Linked DNA regions of Mus musculus: regions 1 and 2 are each linked to region 3. A link is a contact called in public HiChIP or PLAC-seq and promoter capture Hi-C data. All regions are on one chromosome and are shown on one strand. Each heading gives the region's core, a stretch centred on a gene start, on an enhancer-like site or on the middle of the called end of the contact. The rest is flanking DNA. Distances are from core to core; before and after follow the strand shown. Region 1 has its middle 26 kb from the start of Shc3. Region 2 overlaps Shc3 (src homology 2 domain-containing transforming protein C3). Region 3 holds the start of Nxnl2 (nucleoredoxin-like 2).

Region 1 (3,309 bases), core at 279-2,778, 420 kb after region 3:
CTTCAGTGAGTGCTGAACGCTGAAGAGAGAAGTGTCTTTGGTCACAGCTGAGAATGGTACTAATGTATGGTCAGTTTGACAACACGTTTGTTCCTCCCTAGAACCTGTGACCTCCCTGGCAGGTTGATATTGTAACACACAGATAAACCTCACCTCTTAATATATTGTTTGGTTTTTAATACTGTGATTTCATATCCAATTTCAAGTAGAAATAGTTGTGTTTTATTTTCATTTCTTCTTATCCAAACTAACGGGCTAACCTCAGGATTACAATGAAAAAAATTTTTTTTGAGGTATAAATAATTCAAAAGCTATTTATAGTACTAAATTCTAACACTGTTTACATTAGGCAGACATTTTAAAATACATTCTGAACACCAATCTATTTTTAAATCGTTGAAAGGGGTTTCACCAGCCACCTCACAAAAAGAAAGAAGGAATAATAAACTTGAGAATGCAAAACAGTTTAAATTGTCTCAAGCCGTTTGGACTCTTCTTTCCTGATAATAGCAGCGCTGTGGCTTCCGTATGCTAAAATCAAGGATTGTTGTTCAGTCTTATTTTCTACACTGGGCTTTCTCGGTTCGGATGGGTCTATTTGCTTCTTCGCCTCGCCTGCTTTAAATCCTAGCGTGGTGAGGCTCTCCACCGGGGCCAACTCTGGATCGCTTCAGCCCCACCCTCCAAGTTCTCTTCCGCAGGAGCCTAAAATTCTTTTGAAATTAAGTAGGATAAGCGCCTGGGCTCCCAGCGTCTCCACTTCCTGAGACCCTCCCTCTGTACCACCAACACCCCTCCTCTCGGTGGTTTGACCGGTTATCCTAGAAACGCTGCTAAACCTCCGCCTCCTAACTCTGGCGGACTGTGGCATCCTCCCTTGCGCACTTTGCGGGCGCGGCAGAGGCAAGGCTGGGCGCACGTAGGTGGGTGAGGCAGGCGCATGTGGGTGCTGCCAGTGCGTGGGTGAAGTAGGGTTGCGTGGGTGACGTGGGGGTGGGGGATACGTGGGTGCTGCAGGTGCACGTGGGTGTTGCTGGCGCGTGGCTGCTGTAGGGGCGTGGGTGTTGCTGGCTCACGAGGCTGCTGCTGGTGCGTGGCTGCTGTAGGGGTGTGGGTGCTGCGTGCAGACGATGGCGGCAGATCAAGAGTCCCAACCTAAGAGACAGAGGCAGTGTGCTTCCTGTCCCAACGCATAAAATCCCTGGAGCCCCTGGAAACGCTCCTAGTAACGCCTATGAGGTTCACGGTTCCAAACAGGAAAGGAAACGCTACTGATGCCACAGAGCAATGGTGAAACTGGGAGGAGGGGCAAGAGTATAACTTAAAAAAAAAAAAAAAAAAAAAAAAACTATGGCACAGGGAAACGCCCAGAGCCTCTCCACAGAGGATCCTCTCAGGCCAACCCAGCAAGTCCCCTATTCAGCCATTAAAATGCCCGGCAGCACCCGTTCTCCATCACCCTCACTCACTCAAGAAGACAAGAGGACTTCTTCAGTTGGAAAGATGAGGATAGGCTACGCATCCCTGCGCACCCATGATTGAGGGCGGACCCGCCCACGCCCCTTTCAACAGCCCACATTATGTCTGGCTCGTTTACTCAAATGGGCATTAAGCAAACTGCGGTTACCAGAGTAAAACTCCCACAACACACCCTCTCACTACCTAGAAGAGTGCCTATCCCCAGAGTAAAGAGAGAGGCTATCGTGACCAGTGAGTTTCAAGAACCAGACTTGTCTCCATCAACTAATGTTCTGCTCTGGATCCCACACAAGTCCAAGCACCAAACACACCTATTCCTCAGCTCCTTCAAATCCCAGTCTACAGAAGTTCCAGTTCCGTGAGCCCCTGAGGCGGCGAGATCGAAATATTCCAATATTGTTCCAGTAAACTCTACAACCACGAGTTTCTTTCGCTGCTCATGGTTTGATTGAGTTGGCTGTTGTTGTTGTTGTTGTTGTTGTTGTTGTTGTTGTTGTTGTTGTTTTCAAGAGGATGAGGTAGTGGTGGTAAGGCAGAGTCTCAGCCCAGGTTAGCCTCCGATTTAACTGAGTAACCAAGGCTGGCCTTGAACTTCTGACCTTCTGCAACCTCCTGAAGTCTGACCACAGTTGTTCATTTTAGCCACATTAGGTACCTGATACACAAATACCTACACAGACAAGAGCACAGCTTTCAAAAAAGCTTTCTTTTTTTTCTTTTACTATTCTGAGTATCCCAAAGTTAAAAATTAGATCCTGGAGGGATAGAGACAAGCCAGGAGGGTGAGGGAGAGAGGACATCTTCCCTAAAGTCAATCCCTGCCCCGTTCCCCGTTTCTGTCCACACCATTACCAGCCTCAGTCTTTTCATCTTAATTCAAGACACAGCTGGCTTTCCCAGAAGGATGTGCTTGTCAAACTTGGATGGTTTTGTCCTACTATGTTATCCGTTAGAAACCTGACCCTCAGTGTGGGAGTGTTGAGAGTTGGTGGCCTAGCCGATATTCCTTCACCGTCTCCACAGGATGTGAAAGGCCAGTGGTTAGGACACTGGAAGGTAAATAAACCTCTTTATAAGGTACTCTGGTATTTCGTTACGGCCACAGAAAACGGACTCATTCTTGTGGCTTTAGGAATAAGTAGTATGCAACTGAGAATGTAGAACACTTGGGAAGATTCCGTTTCCAGTGGGTTGGCTTGTCAGTCTTAATCCTGCTCCTTGCTCTGAACTCCTGAATCAGCCTTCACTAGACCAGGGTATGACTCTACTCCCTGGCTCTTGAAATCTATGATGTAGAACAGATGCCCTCTCTCTAAACCTGTATTGAGGCACTAGTTTCCAAGGAAGATGCCATGTAAAGATCTGCTAGACTACAGATTCCCCCTGACTTCCTCTTTGACGTTGCCAAAGGCCTCCTGCAAACAGCTTGCACCTCAGTGCTCTCCAGGATCCCTCTAGTGGCCCACCCACACGCCCTCTATACCTGCTCTTCCCATGAGAAATGGCAACAGAGTCACTCAAGTGGCCTTGATAAACAAACCCTGGGGCCTGAAGACGCTCAAACAGAAGCTTGAACACACTTGTGGGAAGGCACTCTGGTTATAACTGGATCACTAGGGCTATGTAAATAATTACATTTTATATCATGAAGACATGAGAACTTAGGACCCATGGCGGTGAACGGGTAAAACCATGAGCCAAAGCGTTCTGTGCAAACAGTGTGCTACTGAATTAGGCGTGGAGTCTCACCGCTAACAGAGTCTCCTGGCTGTCCAGGAAAGCCTCCTGGAGGCAGTCTGCAAGGACCTGGCTTGAGGACACTGTCTATGT
Region 2 (3,559 bases), core at 678-3,177, 260 kb after region 3:
GTGACAAAACCGTGACCTGTGACTTCACGGCTCTTGTAGGGAACTCATTTCTCTCCCTTCCACTGCAGCTGTGAGCAAGCCCAGCTCCCTGGTCTCTGGACCAAGGGCCACCTTGAACTATATCTTCCCTTCTCTCTAGTGCCTTCTGGTGCCTGGCATGTAGACCACACCAGGGTAGGATGTGGTTTGGAGAGCTTGGCTTTGTGCCCCACACTGAAATCCTGTAAGGCTCAGAAGCCCCAATTGTCCTTAGGGACTGAGGGACCCTTCTCTCAGGACTCCTTCATGCTATATGACCTTAAGGGCATTGAAGGTTCTCTCTTCACGACCTTATCCTTCTGCCTCTGGACCAATGTGCTCTCTCCCCCTCCCCCTCCCCTTCTCTCCCTCTCCCCCTCCCCCTCTCCCTCCCTCTCTCCCTCTCCCCCCCTCTCCCTCTCTCCCTTTCCCTCTTCCTTTTTCTCTCCCCCTCCCCTCCCCTCCCCCTCCCCCCCCCGCCCCCCTCTCTCAGCACTCTGTTCTTCCTTATCAAGGTCTGGTCATGGCTGTCTGTCCTCCTGAAGCTTTCTCTTCTAACAAAGATAAGTCCTGCCTCTGTTTCCCTTTTCTACACGCCTGCTGTTCTCCCTAACATTTACAATGCTGTGGACATGGCTGTTCCCGAGCTCAGTCTGAAGGACAACAGCAAGAAGACCCTTAGTACCTTCTCAGTACAGATGGTTTTCTCTAAGTCACAACCGCCCATAAAGGATCCTGTCACAGGCAGTTCCACCTTGAAAATACTGTCTCAGGAGCTCTGTGGCTGGGGAAACGGCCAGTCTCTCGTGCCAAGAAGATAACTTGGCAGCTCTTGTGGGCTCCCACAAAACCCTACTGCAGACCTCACCCATCTTTGGGAGCTCAGAAGAACTTAGAAGGTGTGCTGTCTCTTCAAGCCTTCAGGGGTTGGGTGCTGTCTGACCCACCACAGAAGAAATCACAGGGAACCTTCAGTTCTGCGAACAGGGGGAAGCAGACACCGCTACCCACGGGGTCTCCAAATCTGTCTCAATGATCACAGCATCAGACTCATGAACAGAGGAAGGCCCACAGGGAACACAACCATCCCTATATCTCCGTGAGATCCCACAAGGTCAGAGTCAAGCTAGAGAAGAGGAAGATGGCATCTCCCTGCAGGTGAGTCTCCTGGGGAACAACATCAAGGCAGGATGCCTGCCTGTCTAAAATGGCTCCCAGGTGAGGCACCTCTCCAGCATCCATAAAATTGTGCATGTATTGCCCCCTTGTGGTCACAAGCATGCAATATTAGGGGAATTGAAAGTTTCCAGGGGGAAGGTTCCTTCAGCATGGTTTGTAGTGCTTGGGAAGGTTTTGTTCCTGGACAGCAGCTCCATCACTCAGAACTCTACACGTATGCTAGCCCAGGAAGAAGCTGAGAGGGGCAAGCCCACAGCACTCCAGGAGCGACACAGATTCCCCCAAAATAGGTCCTTCCCACCCAGGACCTTCCCTGACAAGGAAGTCATACCAATCCAGAGCTGACAGTGACTTGACACAATCACAGTGGGTGGCACCTTCATCTCTGCCTTCCTGGAGAGTGATCTAAACATAGTCCTGGTGATAGCCATCGCCTAGAAAACCATTGTGCCAGGCAGAGACTGGTCCCAGCTGCCCACAGCAAGGATGGCACACAGTCTAGTCAGAACTGGGCCTCCAGAGGGGTACCCAGGCAGGAACTTGCCTAGCTTCAATGTTGGCCAAGCACCTAACAGTGCCTGGGCAGCCCAGAAACTGGGAGGAAGATGCCTAACACTACTGGCAGGGGAGCTAATCCTGCTAGGACACATGATAGGAGACAGAGGGATCCGGGCAGGCATGTGCCTTACTTTGTGGCTTGGTAGCATGTCCCAGTGATTGATAGACTTGAGTGCACAGGTCACTCCTAGTCTAAGCCACTCCAAGCCTGGGCTTCATAGCAGCGGAAGTGCACAGACTTCCTCAATGTGATGGGAACTGTCTCAGAGGGATCTCCACCCAGAACCTCAGGACCTTCTCTGATCTGCATGGAGACCTCTGCTGACCTCCTTCAGTCCAGTCTCCCCTTCCTTCTAGATCTACATCCTGTCCATTGCTAGTTCCTAGGAATGGTTGGGCTGTAGACACAGAACACACAACTCCCATGCCTCACACATTCCTCTTGTTTGTTTACACCTTCAGAGGAGAAGACCGCAAGTAAGAATCAGGCGAAATGAAACAAGCTGTCTGCAGACAACAGCAGTGACCCCAGGTAAGGCACTTCTGGGAGTCAATGAAATATTGGTCTCTTCCCCTTCCCAGAGTCAGATGCTCTGCTCCAGGAGGTTATCTCTCTCTCTCTCTCTCTCTCTCTCTCTCTCTCTCTCTCTCTCGCTCACTCTCTCTCTCGCTCTCGCTCTTGCTCTCTCTCCTCTCTCCCTCTCTCTCTCCTCTCTCTCCTTCCCCTCCTCCTCCCTCTCTCCCCCTAACCCTTCTCTCCTTCTCTCTCCCTCTCTTCCTTACTCTCCTTCTCCCCGTCTCTCCCCCTTTCTCTGCCCTTTGCCCTCTTCCTTCCTCCCCCTCTCTCCCTTCTTCCCTCTTTCCCTACTCTCCACCTTTCCCCTCTCTTCTCCTTCTCTCTGCCTCCCTCTCCTTTCTCTCTCCCTGTCTTTCCTTGATGTTCAGATAGATACAAGAGAGAGACCAACCTCATGGCACCTAACACAGCATCCTATTTCTAGCAACCACCACGACCATATCCTAAAACACCACAGCACAAAGGGAACAGACCAATTCCAACTCAGAAGACAAGTCAGAAAACAGAAAGAAATTCAGTTCACATAAAACAAAAACAAAGGACTTACTACATCCGCTAAGATAAATGTATGAAAAAAATTATTCAATGGGTGACAAAGTCTTTTAGAAATTAAATACACAATTTTACAAAGTATATGAACATATGCTTATGTGAGAGAGAGAGAGAGAGGGAGAGAGAGAGAGAGAGAGAGAGAAAGAGAAAGTTGATAAGGTTGTCAAGAAACGTTCCAAAGCAGCAGAAACTTGAGGGAAAGATAAGTTGTTATTCCTGTAACTTTCCAGTAAGTTTATTTTTAGTGTTCTTAATGGTGGAGCTGTACACTAATAGTATTTATAAGCAAAAAATGACAAGAGGTCAAGCAAGAATATATTACAAAATTATTTTAAATACTTCTCCCTTCCCTTAATTCCTCCTACTCTCCTTCCTTCCTGGAAAACCAGTACAAAATAAAGGTAAGAGAGGTGCCATATTATAGGGTTGGCCCAACTGGGGTCCTGGCAAGGGGAGAGCACGCATGCACAGGAGGTATAGCTCATGGGTCGGAGAACAAGAGGAAACAGGGAAAGACTTCATGACTGTGGAAGTGGAGCCATTGTTTACGGCTAGTAAGTAAAAGCTCTGAGAGCCAACAGCTGAGGGCTCCATGAGTCAAGCCCATGGAGGACCTGGACACTCGAGTGTTGGTGGTTTCTCCCAACACATCACACCGCGCCGGCCTCGCTGGGC
Region 3 (3,606 bases), core at 631-3,130:
TCTGATGCCGCACTTGACTTGGCTCAAGTGTGTCCGTCCTTCTTCATCAATAAACTTGAAGCTTTGCTTGAAGCTCTGACTCTTTGAAGTGCTGTGGTTTGCATAGAGAGGCAGGAGGCAGGAGGATAACCTTTGGGAGTAAGATTGCTCCTTCCACTGAGATCAGGGGACAAACTCAGGTGGTCAGGCTTAGAACTTAACCACAAATATCTAAAGCCACAGAGCCAGCTTGCTGGCCCCTGAAGTTCTACATCGAAAGTCACGATCCCTCCAAGTCTCTACAGAGTCCACTGAAGCTCTGAGAGGGGACCAGTCAAGTTGGGCACCCAGGCAATGTAGAGTCCCATCACCCCTGCAGATGATAGGCTGCCTCTGCGGGAGGGCAGCTGAAGGCTTCCAAAATCAGGCTGGACAGACATTCCATGGTGTCTGTTGAATAAGCTGACACTTGGCAGGTGCATAGGGGAAAACCACTCTTTAGCAGTTGATATGGGGATAGAAAAGTGACTACCGGTGAATGTGACAGGGTCGAGGGATTTAGTCCACCCCCACAGGGGAAAGGCAGGCGTAGCTCACTTACTGGAGATGAACAGGTCCTTGGAGGAATACACATGAGATAGAGGAGGCTCAGGCAGTTTGTCTGGGAATTGTGAAAGTCTCTGTCGATGGCAGTTCAGTTCTCTCGGCAAACCTGCCTTGAGGGCACAACGGGGAAGCACAGAGAAACCTCTCCTCGGTTTGCTGTTTTCAGAGTGCTTAGAACTCCAAACAACCAGCGCACCAAAGTGGCATGATCTGGGATCCTATATGCTGGTTTCCGTCACCGCCTCTAAGTTTCAATAATTTCCTACAACCTTTTTGCAATATGTTTTATTTATTCTTACTTTATGTGTATGAATGCGTTGCCCGCATTGTACCATATGTGTGCCTGGTGCCCTTAGAAGCCAGAAGAGGGTGTGTGATCCCTTAGAACTGGAGTTTCAGAAGTTTTGTAAGCCACCTTGAGGGTGCTGACAAAAGAACACGCGTCCTCGGCAAGAGCCACCAGCCAGCGCTCTTAATGACTCAGCCATCTTTCCAGATCCTACTCTTTAATTTTTAAAATACTGCTCTTGAGGGTTAGTTATCTAGATCCCTAAGGTTTTGGGTGTGCCGGTACACGCTGACCCACAAGAGTGCCTCCTCCAGCTTGGCAGGGAGCTGAAACTTTCTTACTGTAAAAACTTCTGGACCGTCACAGCGCCTGCGTATCTTTAGCACTCTGGCTCTCCTCCGTCAACGTTGAGATCTGCCCTCAATTTTCTTCCAGAACTCCAGGATATGGGCGGTGGAGGTATACATCCGGAACACAAGAGCCCAGGCTCCCCATAGCCTGCCTATTTCGATTAGAGGTAGAAGAACCCTTTAGCTTCCTCAACCCTTTTCAGAGGCCCTAAGCAGACACAACAGCTTCGGGGGTGGGGGGTGGGGGTGGGGGCTCCAGGCTCAATGAGGGAATGCTTTTCTGGATTGGGAGGGCGGATTGGAGATGGCCAGCTGGAGCCAGGAAAGCTGTAAGGCTTATCTAGGGCTGGAAGATTCTCCAAGGGAGGGTGAGGGGCGTGGCGTGGATGGAGGAGTAGGGGCAGTGGGCGGGGCAGAACCCTGGTGAGTCTAGGCTCTTTTGGGTGAGGTGGGGAGGGGCTGGTGGGCGGAACAGAACTCCGGTCCGCAGAACAGAGCAGGAGTGGATTAGGTGGTGTGGAACTGGGCCCGTGGGGTGGGATGGGGGCGTGGACCCGAACAAGCCTCGGATGTCCGGACTAGTTGTGGGTGAGCGAGACAGGATGCCGGTGGGCGGGGCGCAGGTGGAGCGGGGCAGGGCTCTGGTGGATGTTAAGGACTCTGGTGGGTAGAGAGGGTTTGCAAGGCAGGATAAAATAGAGGGTGGGAGAGGTTGATGGCGTGGCTCTGCTTTTTGGTGCGGGGCACCCAGCTGTCATCGCTGCTGTCGCAGCTTCTGGAGTGGCCACTGTGCTCTCTCCTCCCTTCGGCTCAAGGTGAGCTGTTCCAGCAGAAGGCGGGGCTGAGAGGCGCCTAGTGCTGCGGGAGGCTCAGTGTCATCTTCCAGCTAACAGGTGGCCGTGCAGCCCAGGGCTCGTCTCTCCACTGTGTCCTCTTCACGCCGAGCTCGTGGCGATGGTGGACGTGCTGGGCGGGCGGCGCCTGGTGACCCGGGAGGGCACGGTGGTGGAGGCCGAGGTGGCGCTGCAGAACAAGGTGGTAGCTTTGTACTTTGCGGCGGGCCGGTGCTCGCCCAGCCGCGACTTCACGCCGCTGCTCTGCGACTTCTACACGGAGCTGGTGAGCGAGGCGCGGCGGCCCGCTCCCTTCGAGGTGGTTTTCGTGTCGGCAGACGGCAGTGCGGAGGAGATGTTGGACTTCATGCGCGAGCTGCACGGCTCCTGGCTGGCATTGCCCTTCCACGACCCCTACCGGCAGTGAGTGGGGACCCAGGGGTCATGGGGCTGGCGCTCTGGCTCCCCCAGGACTGCACCTGTACCGTGCTATTGTTTCAGAGCCCTTAACTTTCTATCTGGCCTTTTTTGCTGTTCAGATCTCAATGTGGGCCAATTCCCCCGAATCTTGGTTTCAGCATCCACGGGGCTCCGGTCTGCCAGCGTTTTCTGCCTTTTACGATTGGAGTGTCAGGAATTCACATGTCTCAGGAGCCCCAGGACTGGTACTGATGCTGGCTGGCATCCCTTAGCTAGGCTCCTTGATCAGTGGGCAGAAGGAAGGGTGGGAAGCCACCCTCCTGACGCTGTGGATCCCCGCCTTATCCACAGAGCTGAGTTGGGGGGAGCGGATGTACCCCGGGAGAAGTGGGGAGGGCCTCATAGCGCTCATAGCGGGAAGAGCTAGGTCAAATATTAGCTAGCCATCTCTGCGACTTATTTTTACCTACAGCAATGGAGTTCCCTAACTACAGATGTTAGAGCAGGCAGGGCTTGAGAGTTTCAGGAGAAGAAGCAATAAAGGGTGAGAGGTGGGTATGGAAGAGTCCAGATGGAGATCTCATAACACACGTCCCCCAGACCTGCCCGCTTCTAGGACAGATGTCAGTTCCTGGGTATCCTTTAACTCTGGGTCCTGGCTTTGTTATCCAAGTTGCGATGCTACCGGTGAATCCTTTCTGGAAAACGAAGCAAAGCCAACTTTGAGATGTCCCATGGATTCATAATAACTAGAAGCCCCCTTATTCTCTCTCTGTGTGTATGTGTCCGTGTGTGCACGTTCACAAGTGTGCACTTGTGCATGCATGTCAGTAGACAACCTCTGCTATTATTTCGCAGATGTCACCACCTTGCTTTTTTGAGACAGGGCCTTGCACTCTCCTGTAATTCACTTAGCTGGCTAGGCTAGCGGGCCAGTGAGCCCTAGGACATCAGTCTCTGCCTTCTCAGCTCTGGGATTATGAGTGTTTTATATGTGGTTTTTCGGGACCGAATTTATGCCCTCATGCTCGCAAAGCTCTTTACTGTCGGAACCACCTCCCTGGGGGTTTCCTAAACTCATTCTCTTTGGTGATTCCCTGGGAGGTGGAGAACCCTGGGGAAGCTGCTT

Evidence for each region. Promoter capture Hi-C pulls out the DNA fragments that hold promoters and counts their contacts. HiChIP or PLAC-seq counts read pairs in DNA pulled down with a chosen protein or histone mark.
Region 1: a contact with region 3 is called in an H3K4me3 HiChIP or PLAC-seq map of forebrain, with 4 times the contacts expected there. The contact joins the enhancer-like site here to the promoter of Nxnl2 in region 3. A contact is called at or near these places in 2 of 39 promoter capture datasets (cranial neural crest and second pharyngeal arch cranial neural crest), 1 of 15 datasets of contacts at CTCF or cohesin (the NIH/3T3 cell line), 3 of 484 Hi-C or Micro-C datasets (the G1E-ER4 cell line, the HL-1 cell line and embryonic stem cells), 2 of 115 datasets of contacts at active chromatin or transcription factors (embryonic stem cells and forebrain) and 1 of 9 other capture datasets (embryonic stem cells).
Region 2: a promoter capture Hi-C map of maxillary cranial neural crest shows a contact between it and region 3. The contact joins the enhancer-like site here to the promoter of Nxnl2 in region 3. A contact is called at or near these places in 14 of 39 promoter capture datasets (the 3T3-L1 cell line, the C10 cell line, cranial neural crest and 7 more), 26 of 484 Hi-C or Micro-C datasets (the 3T3-L1 cell line, B cells, the C2C12 cell line and 15 more), 9 of 115 datasets of contacts at active chromatin or transcription factors (VIP interneurons, embryonic limb bud, embryonic midbrain and 5 more) and 3 of 9 other capture datasets (adipose tissue, liver and macrophages).

Annotation. Positions count from the first base shown.
Region 1 is chr13:51,594,068-51,597,376 of GRCm38.p6, forward strand. No RefSeq gene overlaps it. Among named protein-coding and RNA genes, the nearest start is that of Shc3, 26 kb to the left of the region's middle. Within about 2 kb of position 1,529, at least 74 of the 459 cell types and tissues checked have an H3K27ac peak or open chromatin away from gene starts, as enhancers often do. A contact at or near this core is called in embryonic stem cells and forebrain, where this site is marked.
Region 2 is chr13:51,433,429-51,436,987 of GRCm38.p6, forward strand. All of the region lies in intron 11 of Shc3 (src homology 2 domain-containing transforming protein C3), which reads right to left. Among named protein-coding and RNA genes, the nearest start is that of Gm32834, 17 kb to the left of the region's middle. Within about 2 kb of position 1,928, at least 7 of the 459 cell types and tissues checked have an H3K27ac peak or open chromatin away from gene starts, as enhancers often do.
Region 3 is chr13:51,169,145-51,172,750 of GRCm38.p6, forward strand. Nxnl2 (nucleoredoxin-like 2) reads left to right here and starts at 1,881. Exons shown (of 2, transcript NM_029173.4): 1 at 1,881-2,480. The coding sequence starts at 2,179.